3 separate regions of the Mus musculus genome follow, and all the other regions are linked to region 3. The links are chromatin contacts, called in public HiChIP or PLAC-seq and promoter capture Hi-C maps. All regions are on one chromosome and are shown on one strand. Each heading gives the region's core, a stretch centred on a gene start, on an enhancer-like site or on the middle of the called end of the contact. The rest is flanking DNA. Distances are from core to core; before and after follow the strand shown. Region 1 overlaps Lifr (LIF receptor alpha). Region 2 holds the start of Egflam (EGF-like, fibronectin type III and laminin G domains). Region 3 has its middle 30 kb from the start of Osmr.

Region 1 (3,836 bases), core at 600-3,099, 260 kb before region 3:
CCTGCAAAGACCACCGTTCCGTACACATCGTCGTCTGTGATGAAAATGATGTTTGTGCCACTGTTTTCAGAAACGGGGATGTTCAGGATATGGATCGCAACGGTTTGCCCGTACAGATGGATGAGAGGACGAAGGGTATTGCCGATCTGTCCTGAAAGCACTTTCGTTGGACTCATACAACAAATTGTCATGTTTGAGCCTGCGAGCACCACTTTGTCTTGAGGAAAAACATTAGTCTCTGTATTACGAATCCCTAGAAAAAAACAGGAGGAGTCACAAACCCTTCAGACATCTTTTACTCACACCTGTCTCCTCAGGACATCCTTTCTGTCTCCTGGAATGATTTTTATTTCATTTATTTACTTATTTCTTCTTGTATTTATTTTTGTATGTGTGTGTGATGTGTGAACATGCTTGCGTATGTGTATGGAGACTAAAGGCTGACATGGGGTGTCTTTCTCAATGTCACTCCACTCTATGTTTTGAGATAGGGGCTCTCCCTGAACCTGGATCTCACTAATTTAGCTAGACCAGACAGAAGTAGAAGCTCTGATCTCTACCCACCCTCAGAGACTTAGGGCTGTCGATGTTACGATACCCAGCTTTGAGGGAGATGCTGGGGATCAATCTTGGGGCCACAGAACTGCCTGAGTGGAGGGCACTTTTCCAACAGAGTGCCTCAATTCTGTTATCTTGAAACAAGGCATTATTCTGTAACCCAGAATGGCTTGTATTTCACCATGGAGCCAAGGCTGGCCTAAAGCTCGCAGTAATCCTCCTGCCCCTGCTCCATGCTGGGATTACAGGCATAAACCACCACATTCGAGAGCTTAAAACAGTTCAACATTTACAAAGCAAACTGTAGATGTTGTGAAATAATGCAGCCCCCAGTGCAAGGCACCACACTCGGGTTTCAAAGGAGTACGACACAAATACAAAGTGAAACTGTAGCCTTATTTACTTAGGCAGGGACAGAACCTGATCACAGGCCGTTTGTTGAAGGTCACAGGTTAATTTTTAAGGGTTTATATACACATGCAGAAGATGCACACAGAATCACTCGATAATTTCAGAAGTTTCACGTTGATTCTTTTGAAACTCTCCTATGTTCTTCAGCAAACAAGTGGGGAAGCCCTCCACACTCTAACTCACAGCTGCTGCTTTAATCAATGCCCTTGCAGGTCAAGGTCACGCACCCCAGCTCCACTCCTAACAGCTGGTGTTTACACAGTGACCTCTGGTGCCCTTTATCCCTCACTCTTCCCTGACATCTGGCTTCTAAGTTCACCGTTCTACTGAAGGGACTCACCGGCCCCATGTTTGATCCAAGGGCCCCTTCCGATTTATCATCCAAACACCTTCAAACTCCCTCCTCTCTTGGGTTCTACCACACTGAACTTTCTGGGCCACTCTTAGTCCTCAGGCTAGACCTTCCTTCAGTAGTGCTGTAGACAGGAGCGCTTCCGTGCGTCCCAATTCCCTTTCCCGAAGATACACTGGCCTTCAGAATTTAAGCACTTCCAATCACATACACCTTTGTGATTCCCAGAGGGACATTCCCCAGCTACGCCCATGTCTCTGGATGCCCGAATGACCTTTTCAACCTCACTGCCTACAGATCAGAGTATTAAAGATGAAACTGTCCTTTCCCAACCAACTGGTTCCTATCTTTTGTATCTCTGTGGACAGCCTCTCACCCCTACCCCTCAGCCAACCAAAGGGACAGACACTGTTGGGAGACACAAGCACCTGGTCCCCAACTCAGATTCTGCTGCTCCCGTCCCTTCCTGTCTGAACTCAGCTGTCCTCGGTTATATTTACAGTGTCTTGCTCAACTGCCCCAGAGTCTCCTTATTTATCCAGCTGCTTCCGGCCCCCCTTATCTGATGTTGCTCCACAGACTGTCCACCTGTAATAAACACTGGATGGTTTCTGGACTTCATTTTACTGACTCTGATGACCCGGGGGCCCCTGCTCACTCTGCCAGAATTTTACATCTCTCTGTTAGAGGAGTTGTACTTAATAGACACATGATTTTTCAGCCCAGCTTTCTAGAGCGGGTCTCAGATTTCTTTAATCCACAGTTCTGGGGTGGTCACTTTGGAAGATAGCTACCTGGATTCAAAAAAACACTATGGGCATATACCAACCCTTACTCTTAAGCAATCTAGCCCATGTGAACCAAGGGTCTGTAAGAGTAAGCTTACAGGAGATGTTCTTCAGCGGGCTCCAGTCACTCCACTCTTTGTAACCGGAGAAATGAGGCGAGTCAATGTGCCATCGAATGCTCACCGAGTGAGTGGCACATTGCAAGGGCAGGTCTGAGGTCCAGTTCCAGTGCTGAACGGTATCTTTACCACTCAGCATTGTGTTGAGTAACACCTAAAAGCAAACACAAAATTATGCTTCCAAATAATGCTAATGTCCTGCCTTTCTCCAGGGTAAAGGGACAGAAAGGCCTCACGGAACATGTTAGATCAGCCACCGGGTGGGTAATGCTATAAAGGAAAATGATCCGCACCACTGTACAACGGTCTGTTTCTACACAGTGTAACGAGGAAGTGACACCAACACGATCATTACCTGGCTATGTGCCCTTGTCAGCATTTGGTCCTATGGGATTGCCTTCCATCCCCTTACAGGGGTTGATACTCATCAAAGCAGTCAATAAAACAACGAAGAGGATACACTGCTATAGAAATGATTTCCATACTCTCATGGAGAAAAAAACCAGGGGATCCATATCTTAAAGAAGTAAAGCAAAGAGAAGGAGCAGACAGAAAGAAAACAGAGCAAGGGCAGATGGGAAACAGGGGGTCAGGGGGGTCAAAGAAATCAAACAATGCCAGATTAGACTATAATGAGCCACTCGGGGTTCAGCAGTATGGATGAAGCTATGTCCACACAATTAAGGAACAGAGGATCCCCTTCAAAACCCCGGTAAAACTTTCCAATGTGTAAGCTGCATCTAGTTAAACTAGCAACCCTGCCCAAGGCACGCTGTGCCCTGCTCCCGACGCTGGCCTCTCACGCTTCCAGAAGTAAGAGAGGAAGCTTCTACTTGCCGCCATCTTCTGGGCGGGAGCAGGCTGGTTAAGCTTCTGATAGGTAAAGTTAGAATCTCTCAGCAATTTACCACTCTGCCATCCATGCCTATGGAGGAGGGTCAGCCTCAGGACCACACACAAAGGTAAACAGAAAAAAATACCTAATATAATGGATTCATTTGGCCTAGAGAGAAATTAGGATAAGAAGCTCCGTAAAAAGATGAGGTTGAAGCTAATATTTGGAATATTACTCAGCGCTAGTTCGACTACATTTGAAGAAGTTAGGAAACTTGGATGGGAACGAAGAGAGGAAGGGAGCGGGGAACCAGAGAGCCCGAGACATAGTGGGTTAGGAAAGAGGAAAGGGCTTCCATCTTCCACTGGGCAGTTAATAAACCCCTGACCGGGAACTCTAAAGGAATAGCAGCATGGGCCTGCTGCCTGGGGCATGGAGATGGGGACAGCAGGAATGATCTGGAGGAGTTAAATGTAGCTGCAATCCTAGCCCTGGGAAGGCCGGCCGGAGTGGTGCTGCACGCTACAGTGAGGCCCTGTCTCCATACACAAATGCAAGCTTGTTTCCAAACAGAGACAAGTGGGAAGGGGTGTGTGTGTGTGTGTGTGTGTGTGTGTGTGTGTGTATGCATGTATGAGTGCACACTTCAGGGCAGCTCAGGGGCTCCCTGTGTCTACCTTCAGCTCTGTGGAACATTTCCCATGGCTGTGCACGGTCTGCATCTTACATGAAACACCACTGCCTAGCATCCGTCTTGTCCCAGTGTCCACATG
Region 2 (3,916 bases), core at 1,247-3,746, 490 kb before region 3:
CACCCAGAGTTTGTAGGGGCCTCAGAAATAAAACATGACTTAAAGGTGGGGCCTTCAAGAAAGAAACAAGGAAGGACCTTTGGGAAAAGAAGACCTGTTTTCTCAGTCAGCTATGACTATCTGGAACATGGTTGGTTAGGAAGAGACAGCTGTCAGCTCCTGTCTAGCAGAGAGCCAGTATGCTAAAACCCATGTTTGCAAAATTAGCAAACAGGTCTTAAAAAGACACAACACTGGGTGGCGGCGTATGGAGGGATGATGGAATTCCATGGTGCTGTTCATTAGCTAATATAAAATTAAAAATAGAGCTAGACCCGGTGGCACAAACTGTCATTATTCCAGCTCTTGGGAAGGCTAAAGAAGGAAGATTTTAATTTCCAGAGCACAGTGGCCTAGGCAGTGACTTCCAGTAGTGAAGCTCTGCCTAGAAAAGTAAAACAAAATAAATTGCAAACCACTACCACCCTCCCATGAAAATTTTGTTATGGCTGCCATCCATTCATTTGGGGAATACATGTCCAAGCAGAGCCTGAGGTGAAACTCCCCAGTCTCCAGTTGGAGTTGCTCTCCAACGTATCCCTTGGAGCTCTGGAACTCTCCGCTCTGGAAGTAGAAGGTCTGAATTTCTTGTTAGTTCTGCACTTTGTGGGGGAGGGGGGGTGCATGAGTTTGGGTGGGTTATGCAGCCTTCCCCTGATTCAGTCTCCTTGGCTGTGAAATGGGGATAATGCTAACAATGTACCTTCTTGGTGTGGTTGCTATGGGAATTAAAGGCACCTTAGAGAGGGTCCTGTACCCAGGAGACATCATACCGATGTTAGTCTTACACTCATGGTTACTATTTACTGAAATTGGTGCACCAGAGAGCACTAGTTATGCTAGGCACCTGTATGGTAGAATATAGTATCAGGGGTGGGGCTCTAACCAATGACTGGCTCAGCCTCTGACCCAATGCCATGACAGGGAGACATTTTTAAGTGAGAAAGTGAAAAACAATGAGGGACGATTCTGCATTAGGGCACTGGCTTCCTTCAGTACACGCCAAGACCTTCAGTGTCAAAAGTCAGTATTTATAGGAGCTGTCTGATCCAGAACGGGGGTGGCATGCCGTGCCAAGGCAACTCAAAGTAGATTCCTGTGTGTCATGGGGGCAGCAAGGATGACCTTTAGTGGCCTCAGTGATCCTATGGGTCTAATGTAGTGTAACAGAGCATATCTCTGCAGAGTCACCTTGCCTGGTTTCCCTACGTGTTTTCACCTCATAAATGTAGTGCCGTCTGGACGTTCCTGCACTAGTTTGGTTTAAGAAACTCCAGTGGCCCTGGACTCAGACTTCAGCTACTCAAGTTGTAGAGGACTTTGAATTTATTTATGGAACAATTACACACCTGAAAATACCAACGTGTAAGGAACTATATTCCAACCTTGCTAACAGGACTAGGTTCATGGGTGGGGGTGGGGGTAGGGGAAAGATCCAGGGTAGAAATCACAGGACAACACTCAGCTCTCCTAATGGAAGATTAACAAGGGGCCAGGAAGCTGCTCTGCCAGGTGGGGCGTGGCGATCACCCTCAGACGTTTGCCAGTGACCACAGTTTCTATCTGCGGGGCACTTCCTAGGGCCTTTGATCTTTTCCAGGATTCTGGCGAGGGCTCGTTTTCCTTTTAGATTATTTATTGTATCTGTTTTCACGAAGGCTTGGGGTCAGAAAGCCAGTTTGCTCGGGAGCTCACACCCTTTGGGGCAGTACTGTAAACTCCAGCCAGCTGCACAGATCTCTTGGGAAGGGAGGGGGTCTTTCCTCAGCTAGGGAGCTAAATGCTGGCTCCCGCATTGCCCCTACTCCCCAGTCCCGGCCTGGCCGCAAGCGCTCCCTTTATAGAGGACCTTCTCAGCCCCAAAGAAGTTAGACTTTGCCACAATAACCTGGACTTTTTTCTCTTTTTCGGGGGAGGGGGGGTGTCTAAAGTTGCCACCCACCACCAGAAGGGGACCTGGCCCCCAGGCACCAGTCCCTAATCTTCATTTGGCCTTTGCCTCTGAGTGGCCTAGCCTCAGCTCTCCATCTGTGCGCCTTAAATCCCATTTATCTTCTTAGCACCCAAGACTTGGCCAGCCCCGCCCTCCTCCTCCCTGCTTGAAAATTACAGCCCCTCCCTTGCGCTTCTTCCAAGAGTGCTCTACAGAGTAGAGAAACCTTTGAGGTATTAGGAAAAGTGGTTTAAACTGGGAGCAAGCCACCTAGAGGGGTATGGGGGAAGAAAGGTCCAGCCAGCGAAACCGAAGCACCAAACCAAAAGTTAAGGGTTAGGATCCAGCCGAGGACCCTGGGCCCGCAGTCTGAGTCAAGGAACACCGGGCGAGTGTCGAAGTCGGTCCCACCCCGGCCCCCAATCTAGGTCACCCGCGGGGAAGGGCTGAGCTGGGGGCTGTCGGCGCCGGAGGTGGGCGCGGAGTGAATTGATTCAGACCCTGCCCCTCGTTCTTCCACTAGATTGTAATTCCATCTCCTGCGGGTCGAGCCGCCCTCCCTCCGGCGGCCAGTGCGTCCCTCCCCTCGGCTCTCAGCGTCCACTCCCCAGCCCCGAAAAGCCTTGCCGCTGCGAGCCCGCTCCGCTCAAGCACGCCAGCTTCCCAACTGCTGCCTTGCCTCCTCGGACTCCCGAGTGGCTCCTGGTTCAGCTCCCTGGGTCTCCCACCTTCTCATCCTCGCGTCACTGGCGTTCCCCGCGTCCCCCAGGAGACGCCCTTTCCCTGCGCGCCCGGGACTTGGGGAAACTTTGCAGACGCCGTTGGTGAGATGGATTTAATCTCAACCTTCTCGCTCCATTTCTTGCTCCTGGCCTGCAGCCTCCCACCCGGCGCTGTGTCACTCCGAACGGCTCTGCGAAAATCAGGTAAAGCACTCAGTGCGCCCGGAGCCGGGGTGCCCGGAGCACCCCGGTCCCGGCCTTTGGTGGGGTTCGCAGAGCAGGCAGCCGCTCTCTGCTCACCAGCGTGGGCTCAGCCTGCCTAGCCTCTGCGCAGAGCTCAGCCGAGGCACGAGCCTCGCCCTCCCCCAGCCCAGGCAGTCCCAAGGATATTGTTTGTTAAAAGAAACGATTTGTTTTCCAGAGCTAGGAGGTGGTGGGTTCTGTGTGGAACCACGGACTGCGAAAAGTTGGGGGTTGGGGGGGTGGGCGGGCAGCTATAGCTCTGTCTCGGTTACACAGGACTGAGAGAGCGCAGAGGACTTTCAACAGCTCCTCCTGCTTCTTTGAACATCTTATTGGACTCATACTGCCTAGAGCCCAGCCATTTCCTGTTGAGTGTCTGAAGGTTTGCTGGGAGCCCCCTTTCCTGGCTCTGGTCCTGTCTAAGCACTGGGTACGGACCTGCACTTTCTCTGTTGTTGGGATTCTCTTGCAGCCCCGGGCTGTTTGTGCAGAAAGCAGCCCACAGTGGGTTAACCTGATCTCTTTTAGAACTCCTGTCTTAGCACTGCTGTCCAAACAAAGATATATATGCACTGTAGGCTAGCTAGTACAAAGGATCAGAGAGAAGGCAACACCACAAAAACTCACATTTCTTCTAGGTAAAAAGTATGTTTTTATCAACATTGATTTGGCTGTGTCATGAGGGAAAGTGGAACAGTTTAAATAATAAAGTTCCTAGCGTTGCTTCTGGGTAACGATTTTTATTCTTTGTTGGCCCGGACCATATTTAGAATTGTGAAAAAAAAATCTGCTTTTTCTTAGCTTACTTTACAAGTGGGGTTGTCTTATGGGATTAATTATGTCTTCTGAACAATGGAAAACAATCTAATTATTTTAATTCAGCCTGCAAAACTCACAGAAAGTGGAGTCTGCCCTCCCAAATGTTTCTACAAGAAAGTGGAGTCTGCCCTCCCAAATGTTTCTACAAGAAGGAAGCAAA
Region 3 (4,102 bases), core at 1,526-4,025:
CTGTGTCCCTTAGCCGCCTCTTCATCAGATGTGTCAATTCATGAACATGCCAAGTTCCAGTCGGCTCTATCTCCTGGTGTCTGGCTGGTTCCAGCACAGAACAATCCAACCCACTAGCACACCAGTTTAGGTGCCTGCCTCACTCAGAGTCCATTCCGTTCCGTAATGAGCTCCTGTTCCTTCATCCAGCCTCCTGTGGGAATGAAGCCTTTTCCTTCCTTATTCCTTTTTATCTATAAATAAACAAAGCCGCTTCCCTGGCTGGCCCTTTGAAGCAGTTTCTATCTCTCACACTTGACTCAAGCCGGTCTTGAAGTCTATGCCTTCTTCATACTCAAGCTGAGTTGTGCTCGGTTTAGTTTTGCTTCAATTTGACAGTGACATCCAGGCAGGTAGAAGCAAATTGGTTAATCAATGAGTTTTTGGACTCTCCCTCACCAAGGATATGGTATTTCCTCCTAAGAACAATGCTCAAACTAGAGGTTACATTCCTAAGAAAGTTTAATGGCCCTTAATTAGCTGAGCCTATTAAAGTGAGCTCCTTAAGACAGACTTGGAAAGGATATCGGGTGAGTGCGTCTGTGAGGAAATGGATGTAACAGGTAACCTTAAGCTTTGCCTTTGCAAGAACCTGCAGGTCTCCTCTTGTTTAGGGAACGAGAGTTCCTACAGGCAGCCATCTTGGGCAGAGTAACCAATGAAGGATAGCAATCCTGGGATTAGCAATGTGTCATATTACCACGCAAAGCTAGAAGGGCAAAAGACATTGTTCTCTGACTCATACAACAAAACACAAACACACTCATGAGCAGACTCATTTGCTTGCTCTTAGACCTACTTCACCCAGACACCTCCCCATCCCATCCCACAGTGCCCTCCAGGCCTGGGACCCCTTAGGCTTCTCCATGTGCTGATCACTATCAACCTGCTGCATGAGCGGGAGCCTCTGCTCTCCAGAGAACTCTTCCTACTCTGCAGATGTTGGAGAAAGAGCAGCCTCCCCTGCCCCCCCAACTTTCAGTGTCTGAGGAGGAGTTAGGGGCATCTCCTTTGATATATTTTTCTGGATTTCTGGGGCGGGGCCTAGATTGTTTGTTTTCTGTTACTCTGTTTTAGGCATGGACCATGGCCTTTTCTCTGGGAAGACTGAATAAAGATGGTGCTTGCTCATCCATGAGTACACATGTCACCCACTTATCAAACCAGCACTAAATGACGTGGAGTCATTTAGCAAACACGTGACTATGGCACACAGAAACTATAAGGCTCAGAAATGTCATCTGCGTAGTTGCCTTCTTCCCCTCATGTTTTCTGTCCTTGAAGTTAGTATCTGTCTTGCTTTTTCATTTGCTTTATCCTTTGCGAATTTACCATCAGTCTATTCCTGCATACATTCCCCGGGGCTCTTCTTTAGATAGAGTGGAGGAAATTAATTGCTCTGCCAATCTCATTATCTTGAAATAGAAGCTTCTAGAGCCCGCTGGACAGGAATTGTTTAGAGGGATCAATACGTAGCCCTGCTTCCTGCTTGCAGGACACCTCACTTCCCACTAATCCAAGGACTTCCTGTATGCCTCTCTTGCATGAGATCTTTTGCTTCCTATCTTCCTATTCTGGTGGCTCAAACCTTCCCCCAGAGGCTCTTCCCTCTATAGTTGAGACATTTTGGTTACCCACCACCCTCTTTGTTCCCCTCTCTCTCCTCTCCCTCTCTGTCCCCCCTCTCCCTACAAGGTCCAGCTCAGCCTGGCCACGCCCATTCTGGCCTCTCCCAGATGTGTCTGCCTCTACCTACTCACCCTTGTATCTACAATAAACTTCCTCCTCCACCATACCTAGGAGCAGTTGTGTCCTTTCCTTTTCATTTCTGTTTTTTATTCAGTTTCCTCTGGCGGGGTGGGGGAGTGCACAGGAGATAAACTTTTTGGAGACCTTGCCTGTTGATAAGTACCATAAGTAGTCTATCTCTACCCTGGTGACTTGGAGGAATGATGAATGTTTCCTTGCTCCCGCTTTAAGCACGTGTCCTCTGGTGAGATCTCAACCGCCTTTTAATCTCCTTAGGCCTCCATAATTGCAAGCAATCCCTTAATAGAGACTTAACTTCATGTGTTAAACATATCCTCAGTATTCACACACCACAGCCACATTAGGCACCAGCATCACGGAGATGAAGGGGTAGGCGTTTTTTAGAGCAGAACACAAGCTTATCTCACAATTAAGTGTAGATGTTTTGCTTCATTGGTAGTCAATAATAATAATATAATAATAATAATAATAATAATATACTACTACTACTACTATATACACACACACATATGAAGAATCTTAAATTTCTTCTTGACATTCAGAGGTCTTAGTAAACCTATAAAGAGCAACTGATATTGTGTTTCTTTTTAGATTTCTAATGTCCATTAAACCAACTTGAAAATCTGCTGGCAATTTCAAGGGAGAGTAACGAATACGTGATTCAAGAACGAGTGAACAGGACAAATGGAAGTGTAACTTGTAGGAGCTGGCAGCGGGGAGAATTTTCTAGGCCTGACAGGGCAATGGGATAGAAAGTCGGGGCAGGTCTAGATTGAGAATGGCCGTAAGGATGTGTCGAAGAGAGAAGGCAAGATGTTAGTTAGTAAAGGCTGTCCAACACAAACTACGTGAGCAATGACCCTTAGTGAGCCAAAGTCACTCCAAGAAGCCAGGAACCCCCAATCCAAGCTGAAAAGGGATCACTCTCTTCTGAACCAACTGGAAACCCAGTTCTTCATTGTTATTTTAAAACCTTCAAGGGATTGGAGGAGGCCCGCTCACAGGATAAGGAGTGATTTCTCTTTTCTCAGAATGTACTGATTCAAATGTTAATCATATATTTAAATAACTTTACAGCAGCATCTAGGCCGGTTTGACTTAGGCTCACTGATTTTTTAAAATTTTATTTTATTTGTAATTCGTTTTTTACACTCCTTATTCCATTCCCTGCCCCTCCCCTCCCACCCTCCTACTGTTCTACATCCCACACCTCCTCCCCACCACACCCTGTCTCCACAGGGATGCCGACACCCCACACCCCATCTAACCTCTAAACTTCCTGGGGCCTCCAGTCTCTTGAGGGTTAGGTGCATCATCTCTGAATGAACATAGACCTGGACGTCCTCTACTGTATGTGTGTTGGGGACCTCTTATCAGCTGGTGTATGCTGTCTGTTGGGTGGTCCAGTGTTTGAAAGATCTTGGGGGTCCAGACTAATTAAGATTGCTGGTCCTCCTACAGGATCGCCCTTCTCCTCAAAGTCTTTCAGCTTCCCCAACTCAACAACAGGGGTCAGCTGCTTCTGTTCATTGTTGAGTGCAAATATCTGCATCTGACTCTTTCAGATGCTTGTTGAGTCTTTCAGAGGGCAGTCATGCTAGGTCACTTTTTGTGAGTGCTCCATAGTCTCAGTAATAGTGTCAGGCCTTGGGACCTCCCCTTGAGCTGGATCCCACTTTGGGCCTGTCACTGGACCTTCTTTTCCTCAGGCTCCTTTCCATTTCCATCCCTGTAATTCTTTCAGACAGACACAATTATGGGTCAGAGGTGTGACTGTGGGTGGCAGCCCCATCCCTCACTTGATGTCCTGTCTTCCTGCTGGAGGTGGGCTCTATAAGTTCCCTCTCCCTACTGTCAGGCATCTCATCAACCCCTGTGAGTCCGGGGAGTCTCTCACCTCCCACGACTCTGGTGCACTCTGGGTGGGGGGTCCCCCAACCTCCTATTTCCTGAGGTTGCAGGCTTCAGTCCTTCTCCCTCACCCAGTATCAGATCAGGTCCCCCCTCCCCATTCACTATCCCTCTCAAGTCCCTCCCTCCCTCCCCACTTATGATCGCTTTCTTCTCTCTCCCAAGTGAGACTGAGGTGTCCTCACTTGGGCACTTCAGCTTGCTGAGGCCCACTGATATTTAAATTCCCATCATATTCAGTATACGGAATTTGTCCTCCTAGAATGGGCAGTTGTCAGAGAATGGTGAGAGGGGACTCCATAGCCCAGAACAGAATAACCAGCCGAGTTTGTACATCCCTCCTTTTTCTGTTATACACAGTGGCAGACAGTACATTACACCA

The links. Promoter capture Hi-C pulls out the DNA fragments that hold promoters and counts their contacts. HiChIP or PLAC-seq counts read pairs in DNA pulled down with a chosen protein or histone mark.
Region 1: a contact with region 3 is called in an H3K4me3 HiChIP or PLAC-seq map of embryonic stem cells, with 19 read pairs. The contact joins two enhancer-like sites. A contact is called at or near these places in 2 of 15 datasets of contacts at CTCF or cohesin (the NIH/3T3 cell line and embryonic stem cells), 5 of 484 Hi-C or Micro-C datasets (the MC3T3-E1 cell line, bone marrow-derived macrophages, embryonic stem cells and 2 more), 10 of 115 datasets of contacts at active chromatin or transcription factors (embryonic stem cells, extraembryonic endoderm stem cells, pancreatic cancer cells and 1 more) and 3 of 9 other capture datasets (adipose tissue, embryonic stem cells and pancreatic islet).
Region 2: a promoter capture Hi-C map of embryonic stem cells shows a contact between it and region 3, with 3 times the contacts expected there. The contact joins the promoter of Egflam here to the enhancer-like site in region 3. A contact is called at or near these places in 16 of 39 promoter capture datasets (the 3T3-L1 cell line, 3T3-L1-derived adipocytes, cranial neural crest and 8 more), 3 of 484 Hi-C or Micro-C datasets (cortical neurons and embryonic stem cells), 6 of 115 datasets of contacts at active chromatin or transcription factors (embryonic stem cells and stem cell-derived neural progenitor cells) and 3 of 9 other capture datasets (adipose tissue, embryonic stem cells and pancreatic islet).

The regions. Positions count from the first base shown.
Region 1 is chr15:7,165,429-7,169,264 of GRCm38.p6, reverse strand. Lifr (LIF receptor alpha) reads right to left here. Exons shown (of 20, transcript NM_001358593.1): 6 at 2,208-2,382; 7 at 1-253. Among named protein-coding and RNA genes, the nearest start is that of Lifr, 38 kb to the right of the region's middle. Within about 2 kb of position 1,849, at least 15 of the 459 cell types and tissues checked have an H3K27ac peak or open chromatin away from gene starts, as enhancers often do. A contact at or near this core is called in embryonic stem cells, where this site is marked.
Region 2 is chr15:7,396,970-7,400,885 of GRCm38.p6, reverse strand. Egflam (EGF-like, fibronectin type III and laminin G domains) reads left to right here and starts at 2,496. Exons shown (of 22, transcript NM_178748.6): 1 at 2,496-2,898. The coding sequence starts at 2,802.
Region 3 is chr15:6,902,419-6,906,520 of GRCm38.p6, reverse strand. No RefSeq gene overlaps it. Among named protein-coding and RNA genes, the nearest start is that of Osmr, 30 kb to the right of the region's middle. Within about 2 kb of position 2,775, at least 4 of the 459 cell types and tissues checked have an H3K27ac peak or open chromatin away from gene starts, as enhancers often do. A contact at or near this core is called in embryonic stem cells, where this site is marked.